Regions from separate parts of the Columba livia genome. Here all the other regions are linked to region 3. Evidence: chromatin contacts called from public Hi-C data. All regions are on one chromosome and are shown on one strand. The core of a region is the stretch at or near the end of the contact, and the rest is flanking DNA. Distances in the headings are between cores, read along the strand shown. Region 1 holds the start of UBTD2 (ubiquitin domain containing 2). Region 2 holds the start of STK10 (serine/threonine kinase 10). Region 3 holds the start of NEURL1B (neuralized E3 ubiquitin protein ligase 1B).

What was found. Hi-C and Micro-C count contacts between places; a contact is called where the count stands out from the background.
Region 1: a Hi-C map of crop shows a contact between it and region 3, with 6 times the contacts expected there. The contact joins the promoter of UBTD2 here to the promoter of NEURL1B in region 3. A contact is called at or near these places in 2 of 2 Hi-C or Micro-C datasets (crop and liver).
Region 2: a contact with region 3 is called in a Hi-C map of liver, with 6 times the contacts expected there. The contact joins the promoter of STK10 here to the promoter of NEURL1B in region 3. A contact is called at or near these places in 2 of 2 Hi-C or Micro-C datasets (crop and liver).

Annotation. Positions count from the first base shown.
Region 1 is chr14:2,332,374-2,336,538 of bColLiv1.pat.W.v2, forward strand. It overlaps UBTD2 (ubiquitin domain containing 2), which reads left to right and starts at 1,611. Exons shown (of 4, transcript XR_010466091.1): 1 at 1,611-1,771.
Region 2 is chr14:2,390,525-2,394,626 of bColLiv1.pat.W.v2, forward strand. It overlaps STK10 (serine/threonine kinase 10), which reads left to right and starts at 2,531. Exons shown (of 19, transcript XM_065029509.1): 1 at 2,531-2,863. The coding sequence starts at 2,708.
Region 3 is chr14:2,647,638-2,652,029 of bColLiv1.pat.W.v2, forward strand. NEURL1B (neuralized E3 ubiquitin protein ligase 1B) reads right to left here and starts at 2,452. Exons shown (of 5, transcript XM_005509458.3): 1 at 2,313-2,452. The coding sequence starts at 2,355.

The DNA.
Region 1 (4,165 bases), core at 361-2,860, 320 kb before region 3:
CCCACAAAGAATAATTTCCAACCATAGAGGGTAGTTGTACCTATATGGAACAGTCAATTCACTGCACCATTTAATTTGTGAAATGACATTTCTGATCTTCAAAGTGTTTTACATCCCACATATTGCAGGCAGTTAACAAGTAATAAAGAGTAAGAATTAATTAATCCTAGCCATACACCCAAGAGATATGTAGACAAACATTAATCTACTGATAGAAATAGAGCAACCGAGGTTATGTGACTTGTCCAAGGCCACAGTGGGTGTCTAGGGCAGAGCCGAGATGAGAGCACAGAAACTCGGATTGCAAAGTTCAGTCCTTGCCTCCTGTGAAGCTTATTTTGAGAAGGAATATAATTTTCAAAAGAGATAATACATTTAGAAAAAGTCTTGGTTTGTCTTTTGCACTTTATGAGCACCTTGCAAGTGCTTCCTCTTACCTGGGGTCAGACAGTAAATATTGACTTCGGCCCATCTCGAGTGTTTATATACACACCAGCACATATATGTATGTTTTACAAACAGTGTGAGTGGAGAGCAACAATGTATCTTATGAAAGAGTTCAGTACCAAATACCAGAATAACAAGTGCTGATGTGCTATTGCAAGGCTCAGTTTGGTTTTCTGCTCTTTTACTCATCAGAGCATTGAGCTCTCTTTGTAGCAGAGCTTGTGTGGAGCCCAGAGCTGTTACTACGCTTTATTTTTTGCACTATTTCTCAGTGTTCGGACTTACTGCTGGTTGGTTCAAAGATCGTCAATACATCTGAGAGTGTATGAACCCTAACTCCCTGAACCCATGTCAAGATTGCTGCTGAAACAATATAAGCCGTTGCAGCCCTAAGTGCACAGAAGTAATTTTTTTCTTCTCAGAGGACTGAAGTCAGGTGCTGATTGACCAAGAAGCAGTGACTTTGTTTAGTTTTTATTTTAATTTAAACAGGCAGTCTGTGAACACAAGAGGTGGTTGGATTATTAGGAGGATACAGATTTATCTCTGGGTGCGTGGGTACTTTATTTCCATGTGCAGATGAAATGCGGGAGAGCACGGGAAAACCCGAAACGGCACAGTGAGGAAAAGTAAATACATCTCGCCGCCTGAGGCCCAGCGACCCAGCCAGGCGGGCCCTGCTCCCCGACCCTTGCGCCCTCCGAGCCCGAAGCCGCCCGGGGCCGCTCGGCAGCGCTGCCCGCAGCCGCGGCCGCCGGACCCCGCAACCCCAGACGAAGCCCGCGGCCCTCGACCTCCCCCCCCGGCTGCCCTGTGCCAGCGGCCCGATCCCTGCGGCGGGGCCGATCGCGACGCCCCAGGGCCGTCCGCCAACTTCCACTGGGGCTTCGCCCTGTCCCGCGGGGCCGCCGAGCCCGCTCGGGGATGAGGTGCGGCCGCGGGCTCGGCGGCCTCGGGGCCGCGTTCAGGCCCTGCCCGGCCCGGCCCGCGGGGCGCCTCAGCACAGGGCCAGGCGGACCGGCGGGCCTGCCCGGTGCGGGCCGGGACCAGGGCGAGCCCGAAGCCGGGGCGGGCCCCGGCGGGCCGGAGGCGGAGCCGGGCGGCGGGAGGAGGCCGCGCCTCGGGGGCGGTGTTGCAGACCGAGGAGGCGGCTCCGAAGCCACCGCGCCTGCCCGGCCGGCGGCGGAGCTCGGCTACAGGGGGAGGGGGGTGGGGGGGCGGCTCGGCGGCGGGTCTGCGGGCCGGGCGGGCCCCATGGGCGGGTGTGTGGGCTCCCACCACGACTCCTCGGGCAGCCTCAACGAGAACTCGGACGGCACCGGAGGTGAGTGCCGGACCCCGGGGGTGGGTGGGGGGAGCCGGGCGGGCCGCCCCCGGCGCCGCGGGGGGACCCCGGGGCGGGCGCTGCGGGCCGGGGCCTGCGGCGGGGACGAGCCGGGCGGCGGGCGGGGGAACCGCGCTGGCCTCGCTGGCCTCGGGGCGCCGCGCCCGCCTCCTCCCCCTCCCCGCGCCCGGCCCCGGTGCGGCTGCCCGGGCCGTAACTTTCCCGGGGCGGTGGGAGTGCGCGGGGGCCGCGCTGGGCTCCCCCGGCCGGCACACACCCCCGGGGCTCGGCGGGGGCCGGGCGGGCGCAGCCCCGCGGGCAGGGCGGCCCCGCTGTGGTTGGGGCTCCGCGGAGCGGCCTCTCGGCCGGCCTGGGCGGCTGCTGAAATAGAGACCGGCCGGGGAAAGGGCCTGCCTGGGGCTCCCAAACTTTGTTTTCCTTGGGCTCAGCTCCTTGTGGTGTGCGGAAAAGAATTATTCAGACAACTTAGATCCTGGCACTGCTGCGGGTTGGTTTGTTTGTTTCTTTTTATTTGCTCCAAGTAACATGGATGCTTTCCTCCAGCCAAAATTAACCATGCTAAATAATCAATTTCCAGCGACTTCAGATGCTGGAGCAGCCGAGTGTTGAGGTGCACACCTACTGAGCAAGTGTGGCTTGTGTGGAAACTGCTGCAGTGGAAGCGGCTTTTACCCTTGTGTTTTTCTCTACCTAAATGTGTGAATGATTGCTTTTTCAACGGCCTTGGGTTTGTGGACCCCTGATGTTCTCCTGCTGAGCTGTATATGCTTTATAGTCATTTAAAGGCAGCCTACCAACGGGAAACTTGACTTATAAGTAGTCCTCACACATGCAGGGTCCATAGATTTCAGGTTGAAAATTGCTGACCTAGGTCCACGTTTTCCCATGTGCCTTATGCAATATTATTTATCAGCCTGGTTTCATTTCAGATGCCCCAGCTGGTGGGTGTTCTGTCATATCAGTGACTTTGCTGTCATTCCATAATGTAAAAAAATGCAGCACTTACAATTATATCTGAAGCAGCCACCTGCTGATTAATACCAGATAGAAATACCAGAAAGTCCAGCTGCTAAGAAGTGTGTAGGATGTAGTCACATCGTTGTCATTAAAAGGAATTTTACAGCTGTGACTAGTATGAGTCTTCCTTACTCTTTTCCGTTATTGAAAAAAAAAAGGGGGGGTGGGGGGGAAGAAGTGGGTTATCTAAAATGCATCTGTATTAAGAGGACTTATCAACCAGTAAAAAAATGCAAGAGTTTGAGTGTGGAAAGGATCAGAGCATATTAGAAGTAGAAGAAAAAGAATGGCAGGAATCATCACATACCCAAGAAATCTTGATCAGAAAATACCGTGAAAAGCTACGCCGACGTTTGTTCCTAAACCTGCTTCAGCAGCTAGGTGTTATGAGGTGAGATCATGTCACAGAAATAACCTCGCTTTAATTTCCTCACTCTTATCTTGCCTGTGCTGCCGAATGAATGAGATGATAGGAGGGAAAAAATATCAAGAGTTTGGCTGATATTGTAGAACAGTGTTTTGACACAGGCGGTAGCGGTGCGTGGGGTGGGCAGTATCCATCCAAGGGTCGTCGGGTGCTGTCCTGGATGGACCAGCTGGGAGCGCGTTTCTGCTTGGTGTTTACGCGCCGGGACACGCTGCTGTTTTGGGGTTAAATAACCTATTGTGCTTAGTGCGTTGGAACAGCAGCTGGCTTTTTTGAGATGTAAGAGATGTGAAATGCATGTCAGCTGGCTCGTGTTGATTCATGCTCTAAGGATAATGTTCCTTAAGGTTGTCTCGCTGAAGTGAGAAGTGATGAAATTTCAGTTGAATTATGGGCTTCTTAGGACTGTCTTAAACCATCAGCTCCAGTGTGCAATAGCCTGTTTTGTAACATTACGTATCTGTTCCTGCCTTTCAACAAGAAAAGGGGGTGTAGGTTAAGCTGAAAGAACCTCAGAATATCTTTTATAAATCCAACACCTGAGATGTCAAAGTCCAGTCTGCACTAATTCTCTTGGCTTTACAATATCTGCAAACGTGCTCATGCCAAGTATGAAATGTAACTTGCTCTCTCAAGAGAGAGCGTGTGTCTTGAGGTATCAGCAAGTGAGCCAGCTGAAGCACAAGCACACACGATGTGGTGGTGACTGGACCTGTGCAGAAAGGTGGTTTATTCCTGTTTCCCATATAAGGCTCATTTCCTCCAGCTCCTGAGCTGTGACCTGCCTTGGTGTGTTCACTTGCAGGTTGCTGTCAATGAGCACGGCCAGATCATTTATAAATCTCAGGAAGGTATTTTGGAACAGGAACATCTCACTTCTGACCAGAGTGTTCCCAGTGCTGGACTGATTTGGGGGAGGCTTCATCTTT
Region 2 (4,102 bases), core at 1,281-3,780, 260 kb before region 3:
CTCCCTTCAGCATCTTGGTGGCTGCGCTGGACTCTCTCCAGCAGTTCCCTGTCCTGCTGGAACTGAGGGGCCACAACTGGACACAATATTCCAGATTTCAGCTGCGTTTTGTTTGGCTGTGGAAGATCAGCAAAGCAGAGTCAGCGCCATGGCCACGGCCCCTCACAGGAGGAAAACTCTGCACTAGAACCAGACACGACCTCCATCCCACGACTTCAATGCCTTTTCCACATTTTCAAGCAATCCCCTCAGACGTGGAGGCAAAGGCTCCCCTTCCACTCAGCATTAAAGGATAATATGTACTTAAACCGAGCAACAGAAATTATTACAATGCTAAAGAGCATTAAGTCTGATTAAAATGTGCAAGATAGCATAGACTTAAGGACTTATTTTAGATTGTAATGCCAATCTCAACCTCAGACGCGTGGTACCCAAAGTCTGTTGGTCCGTGCTGTGCAGGTCCCACGTAGCAGCCCCTGCAGGGCTTTGGTGTTTCCAGCTTCCAGGACCTGACCGTGTCCCGTGTGACACTCCTGGGAGCTACAGCTCAGAGGTGGCGGCTTCTGAATGCCCAAGCTCTTGTCCAAGTCAGTTGTTTGAAAGCTGAATCGCTCTTATATTGATATAAAGTGTTTATCATCCATTTAGCACAATAAAAATGCTGCCACTAATAAGAATGATAACTTAAAAATCAATAGCTAAACCCTGGAAAAACTGAGATTAAAAAGATGAAATTCCACCAGTAGTTGCTCTGATTCTGCTCTGTTCTTACTCCAGTATTGACAGATCTACGCAGGGTATCAGATCAGCTCCAAAACCCACGAAGTTAGGTGAAAAAAAGAGTGCTCAGTTATTTTCAGCTTCTTTCTGTCTCTGGGATATACTTGGGTTGCATTTTCAGCTTGTTTTTCCTACAACTCAGTGGGGCGAAGGGAAGAAGCAGGGGAACATGTAACTTTCTTCAAAAAAGGCAGCTGAAATTCATGTACAACCACAAATCGAACAGAGTTTTGCATAGTATTTCAAGCATTAGTATCGGGAAATTCCCAATAGAAATGTGTAGGCTGATCATATCAGCATAAAACCACTTTTTTCTTAATGGCAAAGACAAGAAGAGGCGACGACCAGCCCCGGTGCTCTGGGGTCTGCTATACCAGGGAATTAATGAGAGATCACCAAGCCCAGATGTTCTCAAAAGCAAAAGCCTGTGCTGAGTTTCGCCTGCATCACACATCGGATGGAGTGAGCCAATTCATCTGTGCCCTCGGCTTCATTAACTGTACGTGTTAACGGGGCAAAATCCACGCACGGGTGTGAGCAGTGGTGGCATCACTGATGTCTGCCCGGACAACCGTTTACCACTAAGTCCGGTGTTAACACCAGAGATATTGTCAAGCACGGCTGCACCGTCGGGTGTTTCCCCTAGATGTCCCCATTTAATACTTGATTTCAAGTTGGTTTTTCAGAGGATCTGAAGTTGTGCCAGGGACGAGGATGCGGAACCTTCACACTTGACACCAGTTGGGTCACATCTTCTCTAAACCAAATTCATGGCGGGTGCCCGTGGTGCTAATACACTCGAATTCCTGCTACTGGGAGTTTTTCAAATGTTTGTGTTTGGCTATTTTCGCATGAGATGAACTGGGGGAAGAAGGAAATGTCCCTCAGTTGCCAAGGGAGTTGAGGGTTGTGTTTTTACATGTGGAGATGTGTTTCTTTGCTCGGCCCCCAGCAGCGCAGCTGTACAGATGCTGTTCACTCACCACGCTCCATACACTGGGCTGAGCGGGCAGGAACATGACAGCAGCTGCTGAGGAGTTTCAGACCTTTCCTACCAGGTCTCCAGTGTTATTTGTATTTGGCATTATCCCCGGATGGTCTGGCCTCTTTCTTGCTGTGCTGGGGGCACGGGTGATGGGGAGGAAAGTGACTCATCATAAGAAAAAGATGAGGTACTAGAGAGAGCGCAGAGATGACAAAGCTGGTGAGGAGTCTGGAGCACAAGTGTGATGGGAGCGGCTGAGGGACCTGGGGGGTTCAGCTGGAGAACAGGAGCTGAGGGGAGACCTTCTGATCTCTGAACTGCCTGAAGGGAGGTTGGAGCATGGAGGGGGTTGGTCTCTTCCCTCAAGTAGCAAGTAATAGGACAAGAGGAAATGGCTTCAAGTGGCACCAGCGGATGTTCAGATTCTTCACCAGACAGGGCTGTCACACATTGGAACAGGCTGCCCAGAGCAGTGTCACCATCCCTGGAGGGGTTTAAAAGGCGTTTAGACGAGGTTCTCAGGAACATGGTTTAGTGCCAGAGTGACGTTATGGTTGGACTCGATGATCTTGAGGGTCTCTTCCAACTGAAATGATTCTATGACTCTATGACTCCCCGCCAGGGACATGACTTGCCAGCGGGGCCGAACTGAGCCGGGCCGTGCCAGACCACGCCGAGCCGAGCCGAGCCGAGCCGAGCCGTGCCCACCCGTGCCCACCCGCGCCGGGGGGCGGGCGGAGCGCGGCCGGCGGCCAATGGCGCGGGGCGGGGGCCAGGCCGGCAGGTGGAGCGGCGCCGGCTCCATGTGCGCGGCTGGAGGCGACCCCGCTCCCGCCCCGCCGCTCCCCGGGCGCAGCGGCTCCGTCCTCCCCCGGGGCCGGGCGCGGGAGGCGGCTCCGCTCGCTCCCCAGCCGCCGCCGGGCAGCCCCGCACCGCTCCGCAATGGCTTTCGCTAATTTCCGCCGCATCCTGCGCCTCTCCACCTTCGAGAAGCGGCGGTCCAAGGAGTACGAGCACGTCCGCCGGGATCTGGACCCCGGCGAGGTGTGGGAGGTGGTGGGGGAGCTGGGAGACGGCGCCTTCGGCAAAGTCTACAAGGTGGGTCCGAGCTGGGGAGGGGGGCGAAGCACCTGCGGCCCCGCGGGGGTGGCGGTGCCTCCTCCCGCGGGCCGGGGGCCCGTTGGCAGCGGCGGGATCCCCGCTCGCTGAGCAAACCGGGCAGCGGGGAGTAAAACCCATGTGGGACCCGGGGCCGGCTCCGCGCATCCCGCACGCTGGGACGGCGGGGGGCAAAGGCAGCGAGTCGTCCGGGGGTGCGGGAGGGCAACGCTTAGCTTGGGGCAGGCGAAAGGCGAGAGACAACCTTTCCTTTTCGTTTCTTTTTCCGCTTTTCCCCTTATATCGCCTGTTTTCAGAGCGATGCTTTTGTAAGGCGACGAGGTGTTCCTTGCCAAGCTTGTCGGTGCAATGAATGGAGGGAGATTTCTTGGAAGTCAGCAGTCTCGGGGCTGCCTCCAAGTTTTGCGAGCCTCCGGGGGTGACATTATTTGTATTCCTGTGGTCCTCGCCGGCAGGAAACTCAGAGCGAGAAGAGGAGCCCATCTCCTTGAGAGTGGGGACACGTCCAGCGCTATTAATGTTTAACTTGATGTTAGAGGATGGAGGTTTTAAACGCCAAAGACTCGCTGTACTTTGCACTCTGAAGCAACGGCGTTCTCGTTGATACTGTCTCCGAAACACTGCGGTGCAGCAGCTGGTGGAGGAGACTTGTGTTTGGGGCTGGCTGGAGGAGCAGGTTGGGGGTGCAGCCCCTCTGGGACACCCCCATCACCTGCATCATTGAGGACTGGGGCTGTGAATTAGCTGTTGGGCAGCTGGTTTTTGATGGTCTCATTTAAGAAGGCATTGCCTCTTCAGAATTAAGACATAAGTAGTAACTAAAGAGAAGGCCAGGAAGGGAGCTGGTTGGTTGCGGGTCAGGACAGAGGTGTTTTACCACGGTGTCCTGGGGTTTGTTGTATTTACTTGTCTCTATCATGTTATTTGATAGAAAATCTCTAAGAAACTGGCCATAAGTATCCCTGAAGTGGAACTCTGTGGCGAAGGATCCTACCACCTAATAAAATGCAATTCCTAAGGATCGTATTTAAATCCCTAATACATTTATCCTTCCAAAAGTAGCACCAGTGGTGATCAGTGCTTCTGTTACCAGTTTACTTGGTGGTGTGCATTGGAAACCCATTCGTGTGTAGCAACGTTCACTCTTCTGCTCGATAGTTATTTGCTTATATTTGCTTAAGTTTCCCATGCAATGACAGGAACGAAGTAAACATTGTA
Region 3 (4,392 bases), core at 1,202-3,701:
GGTGCTCAGCAGCTTGGATTCGTTCACATTTGGTAAACACTGAAATCTGCCCATCCCGAACAGAGCTCAGGCTGCAGAGGCTGCAGCAGCAGCTCCATGGAAGCTCCATCAGAGAAGGTGGGTGGCTTGAGCATGGGAAGGGGGCACAGCAGATACTTCAGCAATGGGAAAGGTACATAAATCAGCTTGAGGTTTTGGAACTGGGACACAGGTGGGGCTATTGGCTTTGTGAAGTGATTTCTCTGATTTCTGATGACTGTACTGTGCAAATGAAGAGACCACTTCGCATTGAGAGCAGGCTGAAATTTATATATATTCTTTCTCAGTCCTTGACAATTAATTCCACCTTGGTTAAAATCCTTGTAGCCAATACTGGAACTACCACCAAGTGCATTTGTTTACCTTATCTATTAAGCAAACACGAGTGCAGCAGTAACCATTGCTATAATGTATTATCAAGGTCTGACTTGCCTGATAGCGCACTAACTTCTAAAATGTTGTCTTGGGTACTGTTTTGCAGAAAACTGCCTTTATAACCAAAGACTTGATGTTTGGATTTCAAAACAAAACCCAACACCAAGGATCACAGTTATTCGTCAGTTAAAAATACTCTTCCGTTACACAGCAAACATACAAATCTGGTGGTGACTGGCTGCCCCAAAACCAAACACAGTATTAGCAGACTCCAGGAGAAAGAAATACAAGAAACATGAGAACCCACTACAGCAGAGTATTTCCTGCACCCAAAGCATTCATTTATTAGTAATACGATCAGCCCTTAACCCACAGGAGCTAACAACACCTTGCAGAACAGCTGAGACCCTCCCTTAAGGTACATACTCTCCTGAACTCACTATTGCCCCACACACCTGAGAGCAATAGCCAGTAGGAAACAAGGCTTAAAAGTTCTGCCTGCAATTACTAATTTCCTGAAATGAGAAGTACTTACTGCAGATTTAGACGCCCAAGTCCTACTCTGCATTGCCCTGCATCCCTTGTTGTGCAGTAGGTAGCACGCAGCATCAGCGTGAACCTGCTCGACAGCTGGATTTCTGCAAACACATTTGCCCTTCAGAAGAGAGGTGGGCAACGCAAACTCATGCTCCAAACGCTCCCAGCCCAGCCCCAGAGAGACCTTTCCCTCACCTCTGTGCCCCACACACTTGTACGGAGGTTCAGCCACCAGCACCCAGGAGTGCACCCTCACAGGTCACCCTGCTGCACATCACAGCACTGAATTTACACATTAAATAAACGACAGTACTCCAGTAGCAAAATATTTTGGGTTTCCCCAAAGGAAGAGAAAACAAAACTAAGTACTTAAAATATTTTGAAAGAAGTAATTAAATCAGAACAATGCCTGAAAAATTGATCAAATTTCTAACATTGCCATTAAGAATCAGGCGTGAAGAATGACAATGTTTTGTTTCAAAATGAAACTGTAGCAGGTCACACACATCTGGAAAACAATATGCAGATCCTAAAGGCCAGGAGCCAAGGGGAGATTAACGAGGAACAAGTTCAGTCTTGTTGAAACTCACTACTGTATAGCAATACTGGTAACAATGATGATGCTTCACTTTTAGTTTAGATGTTACCCAAGACTTTTCTTATTCCCAGCCAGGATTATTTCCATTCTGGAGTGCTGGCACCTTGTACCGGTTGGCTGCGTTCAGTTATCAGCTCCCTTCAAATCCAGCCAACCAGGCTGCCGACTGTTGGCCTCTTTGGACATTCACAAGACGCATAAAAGGCAACAAGAACCTGACACCGGCTGCAGGGCCAGCACAAACCCGTTTGTTTTCCCAGGTCTGTTTTCCTGGCCTGCGAGCTGGGATTGGCAGACAATTTTGGAACGAAGGACTTTGAATTACAGCAGGTGGATTTGGCAGCACTGCTGCTCGGGCAGCGACTGCAAAGGATGAAAGTGCATTGATCGCCACCGTTCTTGCTGGGGGTAGAGAAAGGAAACAAACCGCACACGCTGCGCTCTCTGGAGCTCGGTAACGAGCAGGAACTCAGACCACTGCATACACATTCTTTCTGCGGCACGACCGTAGCTCAGCGGGTCCAAGCACAAGCACTTTGTCTGTCAACACGCGTGTCACCGATGCCACCGCCACATCCTCCCCACCCTGCGGGACAACGCGGGGCGGCCCCTTTGTGGGTTATTTGGTTTTGTCAAGCCCACAGCACAGCTATGCGCTCCCCGCATGCGGCAGCTCCAGCGCGGAGCGAAAGGCCGGACCGGTCCCGTCCCGGCTCCGTCCCATTCCGTCCCGGGGAGCAGGGACGCTCGGCCCCGCACTTACCGATGCTGGCGGCGCTGCGCAGGACGGACTCAGCGTTCCCCATGGCCGGGCGGAGCGGAGCGGGACGGCGGGAAGCGGACGGCAAGAGACCAGGAGGTGACCGGGCAGCCCCGCGCTCCCGTCGATTCGAAGCTGCCGCCCGTCCCGCCCAGCACCGCCACCGCCAACCGCCGGGCGCGGGCGGGGCCGCAGGGGCGGAGCGGAGCGGAGCTGCTCGGCTGGGCTGGGCTGGGCTGGGCTGGGCTGGGCTGGGCTGGGCTGGGCTCATCAGGGTCCCCGGCTCCTCTCCGGCAGGAGGGGCGGTGTCTGCACCCCCGGCCGCCTGCACTGGAGAGGTGTCCGCGTGGGTGTCAGCCCGCACCAAAGCACCGACCTCAGCTGTAAAGGGAGGTGCCTGCAGCCATGTCATCCCGCAAAGGGATGTTTCGCACCCATGGCAACCGACAAAGGGAGGTACTTCACCCGTGCACTCTCGTCAGTCGGTAAAACCTAGGTGTCTGTGGTCATGCTCCCCTGCCAGCCTATAAAGGCGGTTCTTTTAACATGTGTACTCGCACCAATCCATACAGACCGGTTGTCTGTGCCCCCACCAGCCCAATAGCGGTCTCACATGCCTTGACATTTTCAATGAACGGGCTACAGACATGAGGCTTCTCCATGGTCCCTGCACAATGCTGATAAAAGTAACATACTAGAAATGCTTCCTTTCCTAAAAAGACTTTAAAAAAAATTTAAAAGACAGCACTAGTGCAGACTAGTGGTCCACAGCAGTAATCTTCACTAGTGTGCAGCTGTGTGCTGATACACAGCTGCTTCTAGGAAAGGGCCAAGAGCAGGGAAACGCCTCTATCACATCACAGGGTGAAGATTTCTTCCCCATCTCAGAAAGTGTGTGGTCCTCTGGTGCCACAAGCTGGGAGATTTATAGTAGAGATGAGTCCCACTGCCCCTGAGGCACTGTGTTCCCCATTATTTCATTTGCTCTTATCCTTTGCAGAGGACTGGTGTGGATTTCAGAGGAATTTAATGAGCAAAACAGAAGGCTTAAGGTTCCTGAGTCTTTCTACTGTCACAGCAGCCCTGGGAATAACAGAGAGAATGAAGGAAAATGACAGTAGGGAGGCCACCGTTTATCCCAGTGCCGATTTCATCTTCCACAGCTGCATCCAGAACATCATCACTGGGTGCTAGCAGCTTCAAATTGTTTAGATGCAGATTAAGACACATCCTGCCCTCAAAACCACAGACAAAATAATGGGAACACGATGCGCAGACAAGCATGTTGCTGCTTTGAGCCTGGGAACGAGCTGAGTCCAGGAGAACAGCAGCAGTGATGCCTTTGCAGGGGCTCTGCTGCCTTCCCTGCTCCATGCCAGTACATCTTATCAGACACCACGGTTATGTGTGGAGAGCCCTGCTGAGGAAGGGATGTCTTCCTTGAGTGTGAGCAGCAGAGTGAGTGTGCCATGCAGAGACTCCTTATCTGGCTGCTAATGCACTTTTTATCTTCTCCGTTAGGTGAGAGCAACACGGCAGGGGCTCTGGTACTCGAGCAACCTTCCGAGCCGACAGTGCTCTCCTCACACGTGGCAGTTTTTAGTCACCTCGTCACCAGGTTTAGGATCATTAGCGTGGCTTGGTTTTCTAATAATAACCCTCGTACCAACAATAATAACAGCCGCACAATCCAGAAGAACTGCTGAGTGTTCACAGTAGTTCCTGAGCAAGTTGGGACTGGTGGCAGGACGCGAGCTGCAGCCCTGAGTAACACCAGCCGTTACAACAGAAGGGCATTGATTTCTCAGACTTTCTCAAAGCAAAAGGGAGGAGGTGTCTTGCTCTGTTTATTCCCAGAAAACACTTAGACACACTCTCATTCCTGAGGAGGGCGAGTAGCATACAGAGCAGCTTTCCCAGCCCTCTAATAACAGGGAAGTTGCTTCCACCTAAGCAGGTGCGATGGGAACCTGCCTGCAGAGGCAGCATGTGCAGAATCACCCACTGCCCGGTGATGACCCCGGTGCCAAGGAGAGCAGCCTCAGAGCTGGGCGGCTGGCACACTCAGCACACAGCACTACTC